Regions from separate parts of the Sus scrofa genome. Here regions 1, 2 and 3 are each linked to region 4. Evidence: chromatin contacts called from public HiChIP or PLAC-seq and promoter capture Hi-C data. All regions are on one chromosome and are shown on one strand. The core of a region is the stretch at or near the end of the contact, and the rest is flanking DNA. Distances in the headings are between cores, read along the strand shown.

Region 1 (2,700 bases), core at 149-2,648, 760 kb after region 4:
GTAATGTAACATGTAAGGATAACTGATTTGCTGTACATAAAAAAAAAAAAAAAAAAAAAAAATTAAAAAAAAAAAAAAAATATAAAAAAAAAAAAAATAAAGATGTACAGAAATGCCAAATCACTATGTTGTGTACTGGGAACTCATATAATGTTGTAGATCCATTATACTTTAAAAAACAAACTCATAGAAAAAGAGATCAGATTTGTGGTGACCACAGGTAGGGGTTGAAGGGAGAGGGAATTGGATGAAGGTGATCCAAAGGTACAAACTTCCAGCTATAAACAAGTATTAGGAATGTGATGTACAACAGGATAAACATAACACTGCTGCACTTTGTGTGAAACTTGTTAGGAGAAGTTCCCACCGTGGCACAGTGGTTAACGAATCTGACTAGGAACCATGAGGATGTGGGTTTGATCCCTGGCCTCGCTCAGTGGGTTAAGGATCCAGCGTTGCCGTGAGCTGTGGCGTAGGTTGCAGACACAGCTCGGATCTGACATTGCTGTGTAGGCTGGCAGCTACAGCTCCGATTAGACCTCTAGCCTGGGAAACCTCCATATGCCACAGGAAGCAGCCCTAGGAAAGGCAAAAAGACAAAAAAAAAAAAAAAAAAAAAAAAAAAAAAAGAAAGAAAGAAAGAAACTCGTTAGGAGTAAATCCTGAGAATTCTCATCCCATCTTTAATTTCGTACCTGTGTGAGATGATGGATGTTTACTAAAAGAAAAAGACACAATAAATTTATATGTCTTCTGGAAAGTAAAAAAAAAAAGTGTGTTGGCTTTGACCTGGGGGTGGGGGCTGGGTAGCTTGAACGGCTTAACCAAGGAGGGGATGATTGCGCTACCTTTGAACCTAAGGGTGGTGACTCTCAGTGGGAAAGGAGAGAAGCTGTGTTTCAGGCAGAGGGAGGTCCAGCTGCCAAAGCTGGGAGATGGGGGAAAGTAGAGTGGGTTATTGAAACTGAATATAGAGTTCAGCATCTAAAAGCGAGGTAGTAGAGGAGGAAGCTGTGTCAACGGAAATACTGAGCTGGGTTCACATCCTCTTTCTCCACACAGTCTAATGCCTTGTGGAAGCAAATGAGCCACAGAAGCTGAAGGAAAAACCACCATTCTTTCTTAATACCTGGAGAGAGGCAACGACAGACTATGAGCAGGCAAGTGAGAGGGGGCTTTAGCTGTCAGGGAAGGCGGAGATAAACCCTTGATGGGTAGGATGGCCATTGAAAGGAGGGGAGAAATTTGCCCCAGCAGGTAGCCACCAAGCTTGGGGACTTGGAGGGAGGGCTTTCAAACGTATTTTCATAAAAAAGACCTGTGGAGCTGTCAATGCTCAGGGATTCTCTCTTAAAATCTAACAGTATTAATCTGCTAAAACATTTGCCTTTTCATAGCATCGAACAAACGACGGAGATCCTGTTGTGCCTCTCACCTGCCGAAGCTGCCAATCTCAAGGAAGGAATCAATTTTGTTCGAAATAAGAGCACTGGCAAGGATTACATCTTATTTAAGAATAAGAGCCGCCTGAAGGCATGTAAGAACATGTGCAAGCACCAAGGAGGCCTCTTCATTAAAGACATTGAGGATCTAAATGGAAGGTACTGAGAATCCTTTGCTTTCTCCCTGGCGATCCTTTCTCCCAATTAGGTTTGGCAGGAAATGTGCTCATTGAGAAATTTTAAATGATCCAATCAACATGCTATTTCCCCCAGCACATGCCTAACTTTTTCTTAAGCTCCTTTACGGCAGCTCTCTGATTTTGATTTATGACCTTGACTTAATTTCCCATCCTCTCTGAAGAACTATTGTTTAAAATGTATTCCTAGTTGATAAACAGTGAAACTTCTAAGGAGTGTGTGTGTGTGTGTGTGTGTGTGTGTGTGTGTTTACCAGCTTTTATATTCAAAGACTCAAGCCTCTTTTGGATTTCCTTTCCTGCTCTCTCAGAAGTGTGTGTGTGTGAGGTGAGTGCTTGTCCAAACACTGCCCTAGAACAGAGAGACTTTCCCTGATGAAAACCCGAAAAATGGCAGAGCTCTAGCTGCACCTGGCCTCAACAGCGGCTCTTCTGATCATTTCTTGGAAGAACGAGTGCTGGTACGCCTTTTCCCCAGCCCCTTGATTAAACCTGCATATCGCTTGCCTCCCCATCTCAGGAGCAATTCTAGGATAGGATGGTTGGGCTTTCTTTTCAGTGATTGACAAAGAGCTAGCACAGCTTGCAGAGCCAGGGGGAGTTCTGGGTGGAGGTGTTTTGTCAGCCTGATGCTCACCACTGATAATGAATGAGGGATTGACCCCATCTTTCAAGCTTTGCTTCAGCCTAACTTGACTCTCGTAGTGTTTCAGCCGTTTCCATATTAGGCTTGTCTTCCACCGTGTCGTGTCGTCAATCTTATTTCTCAGGTCATCTGTGGGCAGTTTAGTGCGAATGGACTCAGAGGTAACTGGTAGCTGTCCAAGAACTCCCTGCTCTAACTGTATAGAAGATCACCACCCAAGTCTGGAATCTTCTTACACTGGCCCACAGACTTGCATCACTGCATACTTAGCTTCAGGGCCCAGCTCCCAGGTTAAGTGCTGTCATACCTGTAGCTTGCTTGGCTCTGCAGATAGGGTTGCTAGATTAGGCAAATAGAGGGTGCCCAGTCAAATTTGCATTTCAGATAAACAACGAATATATTTTTAGTTAGATAT
Region 2 (2,700 bases), core at 130-2,629, 650 kb after region 4:
TGCTCGCTTCCAGAACTCCCCAGACCCAGCAGCCCGCCCCCTTCTTCCGCCAGCCTAGACCCCCCCCACCCCCGAAGGTTGCGGCGGGAGGAGGCGCCGGGGGGCTCCGAGCCGACCCGCGGAGTGCGCTCGCGGGGCTCCCCATTCCTCCCCACGCCGGCCCTCTCCGGACTCGGCTTTTCCGGCGGTTGGATGGGAGCAAACTTCCCGGCGCCCCCCAGCGACCCTGTCCGACTCCACTCGGACCCCAGGGGCGCCGGGACTCGGCAGGACGTGCGGGAAGGCAGAGGTGGGAAGGGAGGTGGAGGTGATGGGGGCGCAGCGGCAAAAGGAAAATCAACAACCGCGCGACTCTTACCTATCAACTCCCCGGGCACCTCGGAGCTCTCCTCGGTCATGGTGGCCCTCTAGGTGCGGGGGGTGCTGCAGATCCAACTCTGATTTACGGCCCCCCGCCCTCCCCCCGAGCCCCTCAATTTCTTAGAGGCAAATGCAGCGTGCAAATAGGAATAAGCAAGAAAGCGGGGGCGGAGATAGAATTCTGCCGCGTCCCCAAGCCCCACAAAAAAAAAAAAAAAAAAAAAAGAGTTACAAAATCCAAGGTGGGTTTACGGTTGCTGCTACATGACGCCTCCTTGCAGTTCCCGGCGGCGGAACGGAGACCCCAGCTGGATTGGGAGCGGGCGCGGGGCCGCTGCGGCGCTGGCTCGGGCTCCCGGCTCGTGGCTCCCGGCTGGCGGCGGCACTGCTCCGGCCACTGGCAGCTCCCGCCCGGTCCCGGCGCCGCACCTACGGCCCTAGGTGAAAGCGGAAGGCGTGGGGAGAGGCGGGGAGAGCGGCGCGGGGCGGGGGACCAGGGTTTCCTCGCGCTCCTGCCGGGCTCCGGCGAGGCGGGGGCAGCTCCGGCGCTCCTCCTCCTTCTTTTCCTCCTCCTCCTTCTCCTCCTCCTGCGTTTCCTCCTCACCTCGCGAGACCCGACCTCCGCCAGCGTCCCAGGCCGGCCTCCGGCGCCCGGGCACACGTTCCCCGGCGCGGGGCGCACAGCCCGGAGGCACGCGGCGCCGGCCTGTGGCGGCGGGCACGGCGCCCCTCCTAGCAGCCTCCCTCCCGAACCGCCGAAGCCTGGTGCATGGAGAGGGGGCGAAGGAGAGGCGAGAAGCCCTGGAGCCATCTGCTGGCTGCTGGGGAGGACAGCGGGGTGGGCCTGGGCTTCCCGATCCCGCATCCCCGCGGGCCGAGGGCGCCAGGGGTTGGGAAGCTGCAGACCCGCGCAGATTCCGCAGACCCATCTGCAGGGAAACCGCCTCTTTCTGGGACCCCTCTACGCCCTTTCCTTTTTCAGCCCTCCTGTGACATGTTGGCATTTCCTCAACGTTATTAATTTTCCATTTCGGGGAGCGGGAGCTAGACGAACCCTGTAAACACTAACCATATGGTGAGAAAACACTTTTTGTGTGTGCTCCGCGGGCGCGCCGCCGCCGGTTGCCATCTCAGACATTCCAAATGGGAGAGCGCCCGGAAAATGCCTTTCACTCGCTGCGGAACCTCTTTTAACCCCGGGGCATAATGGGGCAGCTGAGCGTTATTCTCAAACCCCGGAATAAGCCTGCTGATAGGTCTGATCCTGCCCGGCCCAGCTCCCTCCAGCTTTCCCTGGGCCCCACCCCCGGAGGAACAACTTAAGGGCAGGAATCACTGGAGCGCCGCAATTGCTGCCTTACTGCCTGACGGCTGGGAATGCCTGTGGAATCTGGTTGTTTTTACAGGACAGAAGGAGAGGAGAGAGAAAAGCAAAGGGCATCCCTACGCTTTGATTGATAATCTAGTTTTAAACACTGCCGTCGACCTTGGATCCCCAAGAATAATCTTCAGCCTCTCAGCAAGGTGTTCCCAATGAAGCATTTACCTATCTGGTCCCTCCCCACCCTTCTAACCTCTCCCACTCCGCATGCTTAACAACCGGGCACTCCAAAACTGTTTTGCCATTTGCTTTTCTCTTCCTTTTAAGATTATCTGATTCTTATCTGTGTTTTTGATTCCAGCCCAATGTGTACCTTCTTTGGAGAAGATTCTCCAGAGTTTTTCAGATGACTATGATCCCTTTATTCAAAACCACTAGAGTCTATTGCCTGTAACACTGCTTTCTAAGCTCAGCCACACAGCGCCTTGTTTAATTACTCGTATATTTCTCTAGTTTTACTATTCAACACTTGCATCGCTCCCTGAGTTTGGGTTTGTCTGCCCAACTAGACCCTAGGTGATTTATTTTTATTTTTTAATAACCGCACCTACTGGCATATGGAAGTTCCCCGGCCAGGAATTGATTCCGAGAAGCAGCTGCGACCTACCCTGAAGCTGTGGCAGAGCCAGATCCTTTAACCCACTGCTCCAGGGCCTGATCCATCTGCCGCCTTGCGTGGGGTGGGGTGGAATGGCGCCTCAGCAGACAGATTCTTAACCACCTTGGGAACTCTGTGTCACTGTGGGAACTCTGACTGGAGGCCATTTAAGGGATGTTATCTCAGATTTTTGAACCTCCTCAGCAAACTTGTGCCAAATATATGTTCAATAAAGATTTGTTAACTGATTGGTCTTAGAGCTTTGGACCTCAGACTCCCTACTATTTCTCAAATGTTGGCAGTTTATTTAAGCTAGCTATGTCCTTTAGGCACTAAGTATCTTTTTTTCTGCAATAAATAG
Region 3 (2,700 bases), core at 180-2,679, 670 kb after region 4:
GTGATGTTCTGGAAAAGGCAACCCTATGGAGGCTGTAAAAAGATCAGTGGCGGCCAGGGGCTTAAGGGGAGGGAGGGGCGAATAGAAGCACAGAGGATTTTTAGGCAGTGGTGATACTATAATGGGAGATACATTTCATTGTGTATTTGTCCAAACCCTTAGATGTTACAACAGCAAAATGAACCCCACTGTAAACTATAGACTTTGAGTGAATGAGTTGTCCACGTAAGTTCATCAGTTATAGCATATTACCACTCCGGTGCTGGATGTTGGTATGGGTTGTGAATGTATAGGGGCAGGGAATATATGGGAAAGCTCTGTGCCTTCCACTTAATTTTCTCTGTGAACCTAAAACTGCTCTAAAAAATTGTCTGCTTTAAAAGAAGAAGACTATCAACATTAATAGCTGCCACTTAGAAGTTCCCGTCATGGCTCAGTGGTAGTGAACCCACTAGTAACCATGAGGATGGGGGTTCCATCCCTAGCCTCACCCAGAGGGTTAAGGATCTTGAATTGCCATGAGCCTGAGCTTGATGTAGGTTAGTAGCTACAGCTCCAATTCAACCCCTAGCCTGGGAAATTCTATATGCAGCAAGTACATATGAAAGACAAAAATAAAATAAAAACAAACAAACAAAAAAAAGCTACCACTTAAAAAGCCCTTGACATATTTCATCAGCACTATTTATAATCTATTTTTCCTTTGTTCAATTTCATCCCATGAATTTTTGTAAAAATGAGAATATTGTTGCTTTGTTGTCATCAGTGCAGGTGGAGCTCTTCCCAAAAGAACAACCTATCTGTGAGACATCACTTTTTGTCGGTAGATGAAGTAGGGGATGTGTGGACAGCAAATGGAAATGCAGATTGCCACTTTGACTGAACTCTTGAGATTGTATGGAAATTATCTCTACCCCACAGCATCTTAATTATTTCCATATGGATGAATTCATTCAATAAACACCTCTAGGTGTTTCCGTTGTGGCGGAGCAGAAACAAATCTGACTAGTATCCATGAGAATGTGGGTTCCATCCCCGGACTTGCTCAGTGGGTCGGGGATCTGGCTTTCCTATGAGCTATGGTGTAGATGTGGCTCGGATCCCAAGGTGCTGTGACTGTGGCATAGGCTGGCATCTGTAGCTCCAGTTTGATCCCTATCCTGGGAACTTCCATATGCTGAGGGTGTGGCCCTATTAAAAAAAACAAACACCTCTACTTGCATTATCTGGATTAGCTCTAGAAACAGGGTCCCAGTTTGGGGAACCTCTGTTGTTTCAGCAGTTCTCAAAAGCATATGAAAGTGTCCCCTCCTACACACCCCTCAACCCCCACTTCATTTGCCAGTTTTTCTCCCCCACATCTTTTCTAGAAGTGAAGTAAGCTGACTCTGAGGCTTTTAAATTCTGAGTCATTCTAGAGGTCAGGAGGTCTTGAAACAATTGTCTCCTTTGTCCATGAAACAATAAGCTAAAGTCACACTGTTCATTCTCTGTTGGCTATCTAGGTAGGAAGTCCATTAGCAAGCCAAATACCCCTCTGATAACTAGGAAATTTACAAATAATTCACACTTTGAGTCAGCACAACTGGGGAGTTAATCAGACAACCAAGATACTCTAAAAGTAACTTGTGAGAAAAGCAGAATTTAAAAAGTCTGCCCAATTTCTGGCTTTTTTTTTCAGATGATTACCTTAAGTGTGCATTGCTAGCTGAATATAAATATTTTTAGTTGCTATGATCTTTTTCTCTGTTAATATTATTATTGCTCTATGAAGAAGTACCTCTTTTAACTGATTTTATTCCTATTTTGGCAAATTGAGCTTTTGTCAGGTGGCATGAGAACACTATCGATCATACTGAACAAAAACATTTATGAGTCCTTCCTTCACGCTGAGCAATTTAAATGTATTTTCTCATTTAATCCTCAAGACAATTTTTATTTTCTCCAATATTCAGAGAGGGAAACTTCTCTCCAGAGAGGATAAATGACTGTCCCAAGGTCATACATCAACCATGGAGTAGCTCTGATTAACAGGTTGGGTTAAAAATGTTTTGCTATTTCCATTTATTCCTAAAGCCAATATGATGCTTTAAAACCTGACTACTACTGCCATCTGCTGGTGGATACATGAGTTGCTCTTGCTCAGACTGCCCTACAGGCACAAGGGATTCTGACCCACATCAGGGGCATCATGCTGGCGTCTAGAACCATCCCTGACTCACAGCAGACACTCGAAATTTGTGAAACAAATCTCTGGGAGATCCAAGGAGAATTTTTGTTGGTAAAATTTCTCAAGTTAATCTTTATTTTAACTCTGCAAATAACCAAATCCAGAAAGAATATGGAGGCTACCTCCCCAGAAGACAATGAATGATACTGGGGTAGACTGTTTACTCCATCAACTGTGCCACCTCTGCATTCATATACACACTCTACATCTCATTGCTTTAGCTTAGTTTATATCAGAGCTGACTCTCGGTGACCTAGTTGAGTCTCACTCTAATGTTTACTTCTAGCTCCTCCATTTATACTATAGAGGCTTCAGAAAGAATCTTAATTTTAGCACCTAAAAAGACCTAAGAAATCCTGGTTAGTGTTTCTCAAATCCTGTTTCAAAAGATGATGATAAAAGAGTGTTTCACAAAATCATTGACTTGGAGAACAGACCTGTGGTTGTCAAGGGGGAAGGGAGGGTAGTGG
Region 4 (2,736 bases), core at 15-2,514:
GCTCAGCAGGTTAAGAACACAACTAGTATCCATGAGGGTATGGGTCCGATCCCTGGCCTCACTCAGTGGGTTAAGGATTTGGCGTTGCCATGAGCTGTGGTATAGTTTGCAGACGCAGCTCAGATTCTGCATTGCTGTGGCTGTGGCCTAGGCAGGCAGCTGCAGCTCCAATTCAATCCCTAGCCTGGGAGCTTCCATATGCCGGGGATGCGTCCCTAAAAAGAAAAAAAAGGGGGAAGAGAAGGGGTTGGTTATGGGTAGCAGAGTTCCTGGAGAGCTAGGGAGGTTAACTGTTGCTTCTCCAGAGCAGGACCTGACTCTCAGGAGAACTGCAGGGTGACTGGAGCACGGGAGTTTGCAGAAGCCAGGATGTGGGGACATAGGAAGCAGATGGGGAAGGTAGGGCCTCTGTGGGACCCTGGGTGCTGGACCCCTGGTGTCCTTCAATGAGGACCCGACAACCCAGAGACTTTGGAGGAGGGAACAGGAGTGAAGAAGTCAGCCCTTTACCCACTGCTGCAGCTGCTTCGGGACCCCAGCCCTGCTCCCTGCTTGCCTACTCCTGGCAGTTGGTCAGGGAGGGCAGTGGAGGCTGGAGGAAGTTTAGAGAGTGACCTTTCTTTTGAAGTGACAGTACCAGAATTAAGAGCAGGGATTCAGCCAAAGTTACTGGAGAGGCCATTTCCCTCTAATAAGTAGAACCGGGCTCATGGAGCCACAGAGAATTTCTTCCAGAGACATCTGTTCTTTGGCAGGTTATCTCGCCCAGAAGGTCCACTAGGCTCCTCTCTGCCAGGGATACTGTGCTCCTGGGGAGAAGGACCTACCTCCCCTCCTCTGAGGCCCAAGGGTGCCTGTCTTGGGCCTTCACTCACCTCACACCCTGGATCTTCTGAGACTGGATGTGGAGGGTGGGAAAGGAGAAAGCAGACAGGGTGTGAGAGCTCTGAAGCCAAGGCCTGGCCATTTTCAGAGTTCCAGCAGGCTCTGTTCTCAGAAAACAACCCCTACCCACCCCGCGGCCGCCCACCACCACACACTCACATGCACATGTCTCCTAGCCCTCCGCCAAGAAAACCTGGGCCTGGACCTTTTCCACTCCCGTCACCACAGATAGTCACACACTCTCTGCTAGATCCCTCCGTAGCAGCCAGGAAGTTCACGCAGGCTACAGAAACTCAGAAGTGAAACTACTGTGGGAGGCGGAGCTCTGCCCAGCTGAGGAGGAAACCAGTGAAAATGTGCCCATCTCTTTTGCACTCTGCTTATGCTGAAAGGGAGGGGAGATGCTAAAGAAATTTTTTTTTTTTTTTTTTTTTTTTTTACAGCAGTAAAAGGGATGGATTGGTAATTCAGGAAGTTCTTTTGTGACTCTAGCACAGAGGATCTAAACCCAGGAAGTCTGCAGAGTTCACAGACTCTGACTTGAGATCTTTCTGCTTTTGCCACCAAACCCCTTGGGATTCATAACCTCCCTGGCTGATGTTACGTTTTGCTATTTTTAGGCTGCTTGTTGTTTTATAACTGCTCTGAAGGATGTGGTGAAAAAAAAGGGGTGGTACCATAATGGGGCTCATTGATGGCAGAAAATTTCTCCAGGCAGTCTCCCATTCTTTGCCCTGATACCCTGTCTCATCTGCCTCCTCAGTGTCCCTGTGAAAGATTCTCATCCTTATCAACAGTCAGAGTTGGGCACCAAGGACAGCAAACGGAACCACTAATGGCCCAGCAGTTAGTGGCCTCAGCTGAGAGCCATGTGAGCTGGGAGCATTGCTCAGTGCTCTCTGGGGGTCTAGGGTTGAGTACTTAGTGCCTCAGCTCCAGCCTCTCCAGTTCAAAATAGAAGCAAAAATACTGGGCCCACCCAATTTAGAGTTATTATTTAATGTGAAAAAACTAACTCAAAATAAGACCTTGCCACATGCATAACCTTAGGTGTAAGAGGTATTTGTGATAAGTGCACAGTGTTTGCTTAGGAAATAAATACATGCAGTGGCCCAGGGGAGCCAGTAAGGATGGCTAAGGACACAGGCAGGAGAAGTTAAGTTTGGATTCTGAGAGCTGCCTGGGATGAACTCTGGGTCCTGGGCCCCTGGCTGGGTGGGTCAGTTGCTGACCCTGGAAGTTCATGGTCTGTGCTAAGGGCATTGGACCTGCAGCTGGAGACTGGGGGGAACTTGATGCAGCCACAGTCCTGCTGGTTCAGCAGCTCAGGCTGGAGGCAAAATTGTGAAACAGCTTCCTCTCTTCCCACCCAAACAGGAGTCTCTCTTCAGCACTGCATCCTCCTGGCTGTTCACAGAGCCTTTGGCCGTTTTGCCACCAGGTGACTCACAGTGCCCTGGCATGTCCTGTGGTAGCTGGCCCCACACATGGTACAGGACACATCTACTCCCAAGGCAGCCAGCATGCAGACGGAAGAGAAAGAATGAGACCCCGAATCCTGACCCAATGCAGACTCTGTGCAGATTCGCACGACTTTCATTGTTGTGGATGCGACTCTGGACCCAGCTCATCCCAAATGTGTCCTGTCAAAGGATCAAGAAAAGGAAGCTAGTGAATGCCACCGAGTAAACAAACTACTGCTACCAACAGGCAATGACAACAAGACCAAAGCATCAACCTCATGCCAGCATCTGTCCTGTGACAGCTGCCCCATCTTGTACCTGTTTCCGTTGCATGAAGGAGGGACTGGTTCACACAGAGAGCTGTGGGTCTTGAAGGCGAGAAGGATGT

The links. Promoter capture Hi-C pulls out the DNA fragments that hold promoters and counts their contacts. HiChIP or PLAC-seq counts read pairs in DNA pulled down with a chosen protein or histone mark.
Region 1: a contact with region 4 is called in a promoter capture Hi-C map of liver, with 7 times the contacts expected there. The contact joins the promoter of CMAH here to the promoter of TRIM38 in region 4. A contact is called at or near these places in 1 of 5 promoter capture datasets (liver) and 1 of 2 datasets of contacts at active chromatin or transcription factors (alveolar macrophages).
Region 2: a contact with region 4 is called in an H3K27ac HiChIP or PLAC-seq map of alveolar macrophages. The contact joins the promoter of CARMIL1 here to the promoter of TRIM38 in region 4. A contact is called at or near these places in 1 of 5 promoter capture datasets (fetal skeletal muscle), 3 of 47 Hi-C or Micro-C datasets (alveolar macrophages, embryonic fibroblasts and mesenteric adipose tissue) and 1 of 2 datasets of contacts at active chromatin or transcription factors (alveolar macrophages).
Region 3: an H3K27ac HiChIP or PLAC-seq map of alveolar macrophages shows a contact between it and region 4. The contact joins the enhancer-like site here to the promoter of TRIM38 in region 4. A contact is called at or near these places in 2 of 5 promoter capture datasets (fetal skeletal muscle and liver), 13 of 47 Hi-C or Micro-C datasets (alveolar macrophages, blood, embryonic fibroblasts and 8 more) and 1 of 2 datasets of contacts at active chromatin or transcription factors (alveolar macrophages).

What each region holds. Positions count from the first base shown.
Region 1 is chr7:19,916,459-19,919,158 of Sscrofa11.1, reverse strand. CMAH (cytidine monophosphate-N-acetylneuraminic acid hydroxylase) reads left to right here and starts at 1,398. Exons shown (of 13, transcript NM_001113015.1): 1 at 1,398-1,601. The coding sequence starts at 1,398.
Region 2 is chr7:20,035,109-20,037,808 of Sscrofa11.1, reverse strand. It overlaps CARMIL1 (F-actin-uncapping protein LRRC16A), which reads right to left and starts at 1,379. Exons shown (of 37, transcript XM_013977486.2): 1 at 965-1,379. The coding sequence starts at 1,364.
Region 3 is chr7:20,015,165-20,017,864 of Sscrofa11.1, reverse strand. No RefSeq gene overlaps it. Among named protein-coding and RNA genes, the nearest start is that of CARMIL1, 20 kb to the left of the region's middle. Within about 2 kb of position 1,429, at least 4 of the 83 cell types and tissues checked have an H3K27ac peak or open chromatin away from gene starts, as enhancers often do. A contact at or near this core is called in alveolar macrophages, where this site is marked.
Region 4 is chr7:20,681,064-20,683,799 of Sscrofa11.1, reverse strand. It overlaps TRIM38 (E3 ubiquitin-protein ligase TRIM38), which reads right to left and starts at 1,264. Exons shown (of 7, transcript XM_021098422.1): 1 at 1,045-1,264.